Linked DNA regions of Sus scrofa: region 2 is linked to region 1. A link is a contact called in public promoter capture Hi-C data. All regions are on one chromosome and are shown on one strand. Each heading gives the region's core, a stretch centred on a gene start, on an enhancer-like site or on the middle of the called end of the contact. The rest is flanking DNA. Distances are from core to core; before and after follow the strand shown.

Region 1 (3,045 bases), core at 507-3,006:
TAAGAGAAAATGAAATTCTGTCATGTTCCTCTCATTGAGTTGTGATGTCTCTATTATAGAAAAGACCATTAAACTTATCTTGATGATTCATGTAGCAATACTTGACCATAGCAGGCAGTGGTAATATTAAAGTTAATCCATGCATGCATTCATTCATTGACTTTATGTCTAGTATATGCTAATCATATATATATTACACAGGAAAAAGCCTGCAAAGGACAGTGTTTAAAGTAGCATGCCCTATCCAACTAGTTTATCACTCTACCCTGGCTCTCTTTTTTTCTTTCCCTCAAAGTACTTATTTACTCTCCAAGAGGAACTCATTTACTTACATACCTGTTTGAGTCTGTCTTACTACTAGACTGTAAATGCCAAGAGGGATCACCTTGTTCTCCCACCTCTCAATTTCTCAACAATGGGTGCCCCCATGGATCAACACTGGTCTCCCTTGGATATTAATATCATATGTGTTGATGCTATACGTGTATCCAGTGTTAATGTTTCTCCAGAACGCCATACTTACACATCCAACTGCCTAGCTGAAACATGAATACTGATGAGGTACTTTAAATTTATGTGTTCCTCCCTCCCCTACAGTTCCTAACCTAGCTATACTTCACTCTTCTCATGCTCAGTGAATGACATTATCATCCTCCAAACTTCTCCTTAATTACTCTTCTTCAAGTTTATCAATTATAATTTCAAGATACATCTCAATTCCTATTTCTTCAGGTACTGTCACCAAACTATTTCTAACAGTGTCTTTTTCTTTGTTTCTTTAGGGCTGCACCCATGGCATATGGAGGTTCCCAGGCGAGGGGATGAATTGGAGCCATAGCCGCTGGCCTACACCACAGACACCAGACAGTCACATCTGCGACCTATGCCGCAGCTTGTGCCAATGCCATATCCTTTATCCTTAACCCACTGTGTGAGGCCAGGAGTCCAACCCACATCCTTGTGGATACTAGCATGGTTCTTAACCCACTGAGCCACAAAGGGAACTCCCTAGCCGTGCCTTTTGCCTGGGCTACCCAGTAGCCCAACTGGTCTTTTTGCTTTTACTCCATTTTTTCAGAATGCAACCAAAGAGAAATTTTCATATCTAAAATGTAATCATTACATACATATACACATACACACACACAAAGCCCTACTAAAAAAATCCTGTCCAATTGCTCTCCTGATAATCAAAACTCCAAACTAACCTACAGGGCCCCCAAGGCCTGGCTCTACACACATGACATTATGAGTGTGTTGGGAAGGAGCTTCCCCATGATTTTTAAATTCTTATCATCATTTATAGTCTGTTTGATCTATCATTTACTAGCTGTGTGACTCAAATCTCCTCGTACATTAGCGTCCTTAATTGTAAAATGGGGAGGAGTACCTACCCCTTAGAATTTTTGTGGGGACTTAAATTAGGGTATCTTTCTCTAGAGGACGCCAATTCTGTGAAATGTACCGTGCGCAGAACGAATCAGACTGCTATAAGTCTGATGATTCAAAAAAAACAAAACATGTCTCAACCTTCTGTTCCTTAAACTGAGCTCGCTTGGCTACGAGGACGACCCTAAGCCTAATAACTTGCCGTGTCTAGGCTTTACCAGCCCCGGACGGTAGGCACACCCTCAAGACCCCACCTGCCAATCATACTCAAGTTCCAGTCCGCCAGGATTGGAAACCCAATAATGCGCAGCTCGGGTCCCCGCTGGCGCCACGCCCAGACTCGCTCCTCGCTCGCACAGGCGCAGAAGTGACTTCTGCCCTTGGGGTTATTTCCTCGTTCGTCAAGGTAGCTGAAGTCCCTCCTACTTTCTTTGACAATTTTTTTAATCCTCACTCCTTCCTCCGGGGAATTTTTGTTTTTAATACCTTCAGCAGCTACCTGGAACTTGAATCATTTTACTTCCCCATCGTTGTGGAACCTCGCCCTGCAGTCTGAGAAAAGCGTCCTCGAAGTACCACAGGTCCGCGGCGTAGGTCTCGCGAGAAGACGGCAAACTCTCGCGTTTTTTCTTGTTTTCCATAATCCTTAGCGCGAAGTGGAAAAACACGCATTTCTCTCAGCTTCGGTTGATGACTGCAGGGTTCACGCCTTTACTCTGTTGCTGGTGCTCGAGCGGAAATGGCGGCCCCAGAACAGCCGATCCCGATGTCGAGAGGATGCCAGAGCTCTGCTTCGCTTTCTCCGCCGCGGGGCGACCGAACCCTTCTAGTGAGGCATCTGCCAGCCGAGCTGACCGCTGAGGAGAAAGAGGACTTGCTGAAGTATTTCGGGGCACAGTCAGTGCGCGTCCTGTCCGATAAGGGGAGGCTGGTAAGGGCGCCCGGTCCCGAGCCTCGGGGGAAGGCCTTTGGCTGGTGGCCCGGGAGAGGAAGTTCTGACAGAAAAAAGACGGAAAAGAGCGAGGAAGATGCCCGTGCGTAGTGGGGGCTAGCCAGTCCTTTTTCTTTCCTTTCGAGAAAGCTTACGTCCCAAGGCAAGTTTTAATTGGCCCGAGCCTGGGTTCTTCCCCGCGCTGCGGGAAAGGGCGAGTGAGAAGGGCAAAGCAGAAGGAGGGAAAATAAGCTCAGTTATATTCCATTATATCCGCTCATGCTGAGAATCTCAAAACTCCTTTGGATTTGGGAGTAATTCTCTTAGACTCAAGGGTACTCTGAGGAATAAGTAACAAAGCACTACTTTTTTTAAAATATTGGTTTATTTGTAAGCTAGCATTAAAACTTTCATCAAAATAGAAGAGAAAATAGGGTAAATTAGGAGAAACCTTGTTACAGGGTTTCGACTAGATTTTTGACGAAGATGTTCCTCATAAAGTTTCCGACGGACTCCTTTAGAAAACGATATTTTAAGACTATTAAAAGTTCTAACACAGGAGTATACACAGTTGCTTTATTTTCTTTTACACTTAAAGATGTTTCCGGTGGATTTCTCGCCATGAAAATAATAACGGTGATGTTATGTTTCCGAAAGATGGCCTGTGAATGGGGCAAAACATCAGTGGTTAACTCTCCCCAGGTGATTCTAATATGCAGCCAGGG
Region 2 (2,875 bases), core at 284-2,783, 330 kb before region 1:
ATTCACGAGGAAGTCACAGAGGAATAATCCACCACTGCATGCTACTTAGGAAGGTGAATGAACATCTCTCAGTGCGGGGAAGAAGCACAGACCTGGTTTCGCCGAGTTCGGCCTCCGGGAGCGCTAATTCCCATTAGGGAGAACTCAGATCTTGGCACCCACCAGGGTCAGACTCAGGTTTCCACTAAAGCCTGCGCATTTGGGCTTCACAATTTCTTTCTCCCTCAGCCAATCGTTGCCACCCTCCTTCCTACCCCCTACGTCTCAACGCACTCCTGACAAAGCTTGCTTTTCCACTCTAAGCTGTTTGAGCTCCCTGAACTCCAAAGGCGTTCTCCCGCCGGCCGTGTCTACGGCACCTAACGGACCGCTCCGGCCAGATGCCTTTGCGGGCAAGGGCGGGGGAAGGGGAGGGAGGAGGCGGAGGGGAGGAGTGAAGTCGCTCTCCCTCCTCGGGTACTGACAGGGCTGCAGTCTTCCGAGCAGGTCTGGTCATTGAATATTTGGTGGTGCCACGTAGGAACTTTTCCTTACCTCTCTCCTCCCATCCCACCCCGCGCCCCCTCCCCTTCCCTCCAATCCCTATTCCTCCACCCCCACCCCATTTGCTTGTGGAGAGTTTCATCATTCTCCTAGAGAACTGCACGTCCAACCTGCAAGAAGAAGGTGGGGGTGGAGGTGGGGGGTCATAGAGGGGAAGAGGGGACTGAAATCCAGGGAAGAAGGGTTCTCCTTGTCTTTACCCATTTCTTATCTGCCATTTTTTCCCACTTAAAATCTCTTCAAAATGCCACACACGCACACTCTCACACACACTTCTCAGGCTTCAAGATTCATGCCCTTCTGCTTTCTCTCGTATCCCTAAAAGTACAACATCTTGCTTCTCACTTTGTTCCAGACAAAGAACTTTACCGAGGTTCATTTTATACCCTTTCTCTATATTTTCTCCTTAGCTCACCTTTAAAAAAGCACTTCCATGTGTTAGACCCTGAAGAAACCAGAAGGTGTGTTCAAAGGTCAGTCTAAGGACTGTTCCTCAAACAAAAGCTTTGTAAAACTTCCCTTGTGTTCAAGGTAATATTCTTCCTCTTTTCAAAGCCCCTGGAAAGTAGTGAAGGGCATTTCAGCAGGCTCTGCGCCTGACAGATCTTTTTTTCTGCTACCTCTTCTCCCATTACTGTCCCGCCTACATGCATCTCTCTCTCCAGTCTTCACTTCCAACCTGATGGCAGCTACAATCTGGATTTCATTTAAGAGAACTGTTGAGGGCTTTTTTTGTTGTTGTTTTTTGTTTTTTTGAGGGGGGGAGGGGGCTGGAGGAAAGAAGGGGGGAGGGGCGCAGAATGAGAAAGACCGACGGCACTCTCCCACCTCCCCCAAACCATTTTTTCTTACCTCCTCTGACCTCTCTAGCCTGGAAGAGGAAAGTCAGTGCCAGAGTTGTTATGGTGAAATCCCAGAGCCACCGTTTCGTTTTCCACCTAGAGGACCACCGCTCCATCTCCGAGCCCCGCTCTCACAACTGAGAACTCAACCCACGAAATTGCGATTGCAGACCAACTTCGTCCCTTCCAAGGTATCGTCGGGGATGTTTGCTACACAGCCATTGAGGAGGGAGAGGGGGAAAAAGTCAAAGGGCTTTTTCTTTAAATTTGATGGTTTGCTTCCTTCCTGTCTCTCGCCCCCTCCTCTCCCTCTCGATTGGCCCCGCTGGCCGGGACCCTCCGATCCGTCCTCTGCGGGGCCCTGCCTTCAGACTGACGGCAGATGAGGGGCTTCAACCAAAAATCTGAGAGGCCTGCGTGCCCCTAAAGGCTTCATGCCGTCAGTGGGCAGGACGAGAAGCTCTGGGCAGCCCCCTCCCCCGCCCACTCCGCTCCTGCGCCCCCCTTACCCCAGGAGAAACTGACAAGCCTGCTGAAGGTCAGACCCAATCACACGCCTCGCGGGCGGCCCCGAGCCCGCCCCCCTCTCCTTGCCCAAGAATCAGGTCTCCTGGCTAGCCCAGCCCACCAACCACCCCCCATCTCCCCATTCCACTCCTCCCTCCTCTCCTACCCAAATCCCCGAGAAGAAATGGGAGGGCGTTATGGGGGACGCGTGCTTGGCTCCAGCACTTTGGGAATGAAAGGAATTGCAGGAGAGACCCGGAGTCCACAGAGTTTTCAAGGAGCTTCTGTATTCAATAAAAACAGCTACTTGTCTACTTGCACCCGTCTGTTAGCCTCCCGTTCGTCAGCGGGGGAGGGGAGGAGCCCAGCGTCTGATCCGCCACACCACTGGAGTTCTGGGCTGCCAGCCGTAATCTTATCCCTGTGCAAAAATCTGCTTCTTATAGCAGTCGTGGAACCAACGGACTCATTGCTCTGCCTGCTCCGAAAAGTATTTTTATTATTTTCTTAAACGGAGAATTAGAAGAAAGGGATGGAGGTGAGATGGAGGGGCCCACGGGGTCAAAACCCATTCCCCTTCTTATAGGGAAGCCCTCCTTGGAGATCTGAAACTGACAGGTTTCTCTCTTGGTGGTTAAATACCGCACTAGCTTCATTCAGAGGCTCTTCTCTTAAAGAGCTGAACTGTGCTCTGAGGCAGGAGGAGAAAGAAATATATGGGAGCTGACATTAAGGGGGTGAGTAATTTAATTTTCCAGCTGATTCTGTCCTGAACCCGGATGAGGGGCAGGGGGAGGAGAAAAGCAAGGAAAGCAACTCCTGGAGATCTCCAAGCGTCTGGGCCCAGGGCTCCTCTTGAAGGGCCTCAGGAGCTGAAAATATCACTCTACAGTGAAAATAATGAGAAGGGGCAGGTTTCTAAATTCCTTCTACTTACCCCTCCTCAAAGTAACCCAGTTAAACCCAGACTATAGCTTCCCTGG

Evidence for each region. Promoter capture Hi-C pulls out the DNA fragments that hold promoters and counts their contacts.
Region 2: a promoter capture Hi-C map of liver shows a contact between it and region 1, with 7 times the contacts expected there. The contact joins the promoter of COL11A1 here to the promoter of RNPC3 in region 1. A contact is called at or near these places in 2 of 5 promoter capture datasets (fetal liver and liver), 5 of 47 Hi-C or Micro-C datasets (embryonic fibroblasts, mesenteric adipose tissue, retroperitoneal adipose tissue and 2 more) and 2 of 2 datasets of contacts at active chromatin or transcription factors (alveolar macrophages and skeletal muscle).

Annotation. Positions count from the first base shown.
Region 1 is chr4:115,310,671-115,313,715 of Sscrofa11.1, reverse strand. It overlaps RNPC3 (RNA-binding protein 40), which reads left to right and starts at 1,756. Exons shown (of 16, transcript XR_002343546.1): 1 at 1,756-2,320.
Region 2 is chr4:115,637,039-115,639,913 of Sscrofa11.1, reverse strand. It overlaps COL11A1 (collagen alpha-1(XI) chain), which reads right to left and starts at 1,533. Exons shown (of 69, transcript XM_001929372.7): 1 at 1,396-1,533. The coding sequence starts at 1,501. LOC110260369 (a long non-coding RNA gene) reads left to right here and starts at 2,306. Exons shown (of 2, transcript XR_002343562.1): 1 at 2,306-2,629. LOC110260368 (a long non-coding RNA gene) reads left to right here. Exons shown (of 3, transcript XR_002343559.1): 1 at 1-486; 2 at 1,414-1,576; 3 at 1,757-2,212.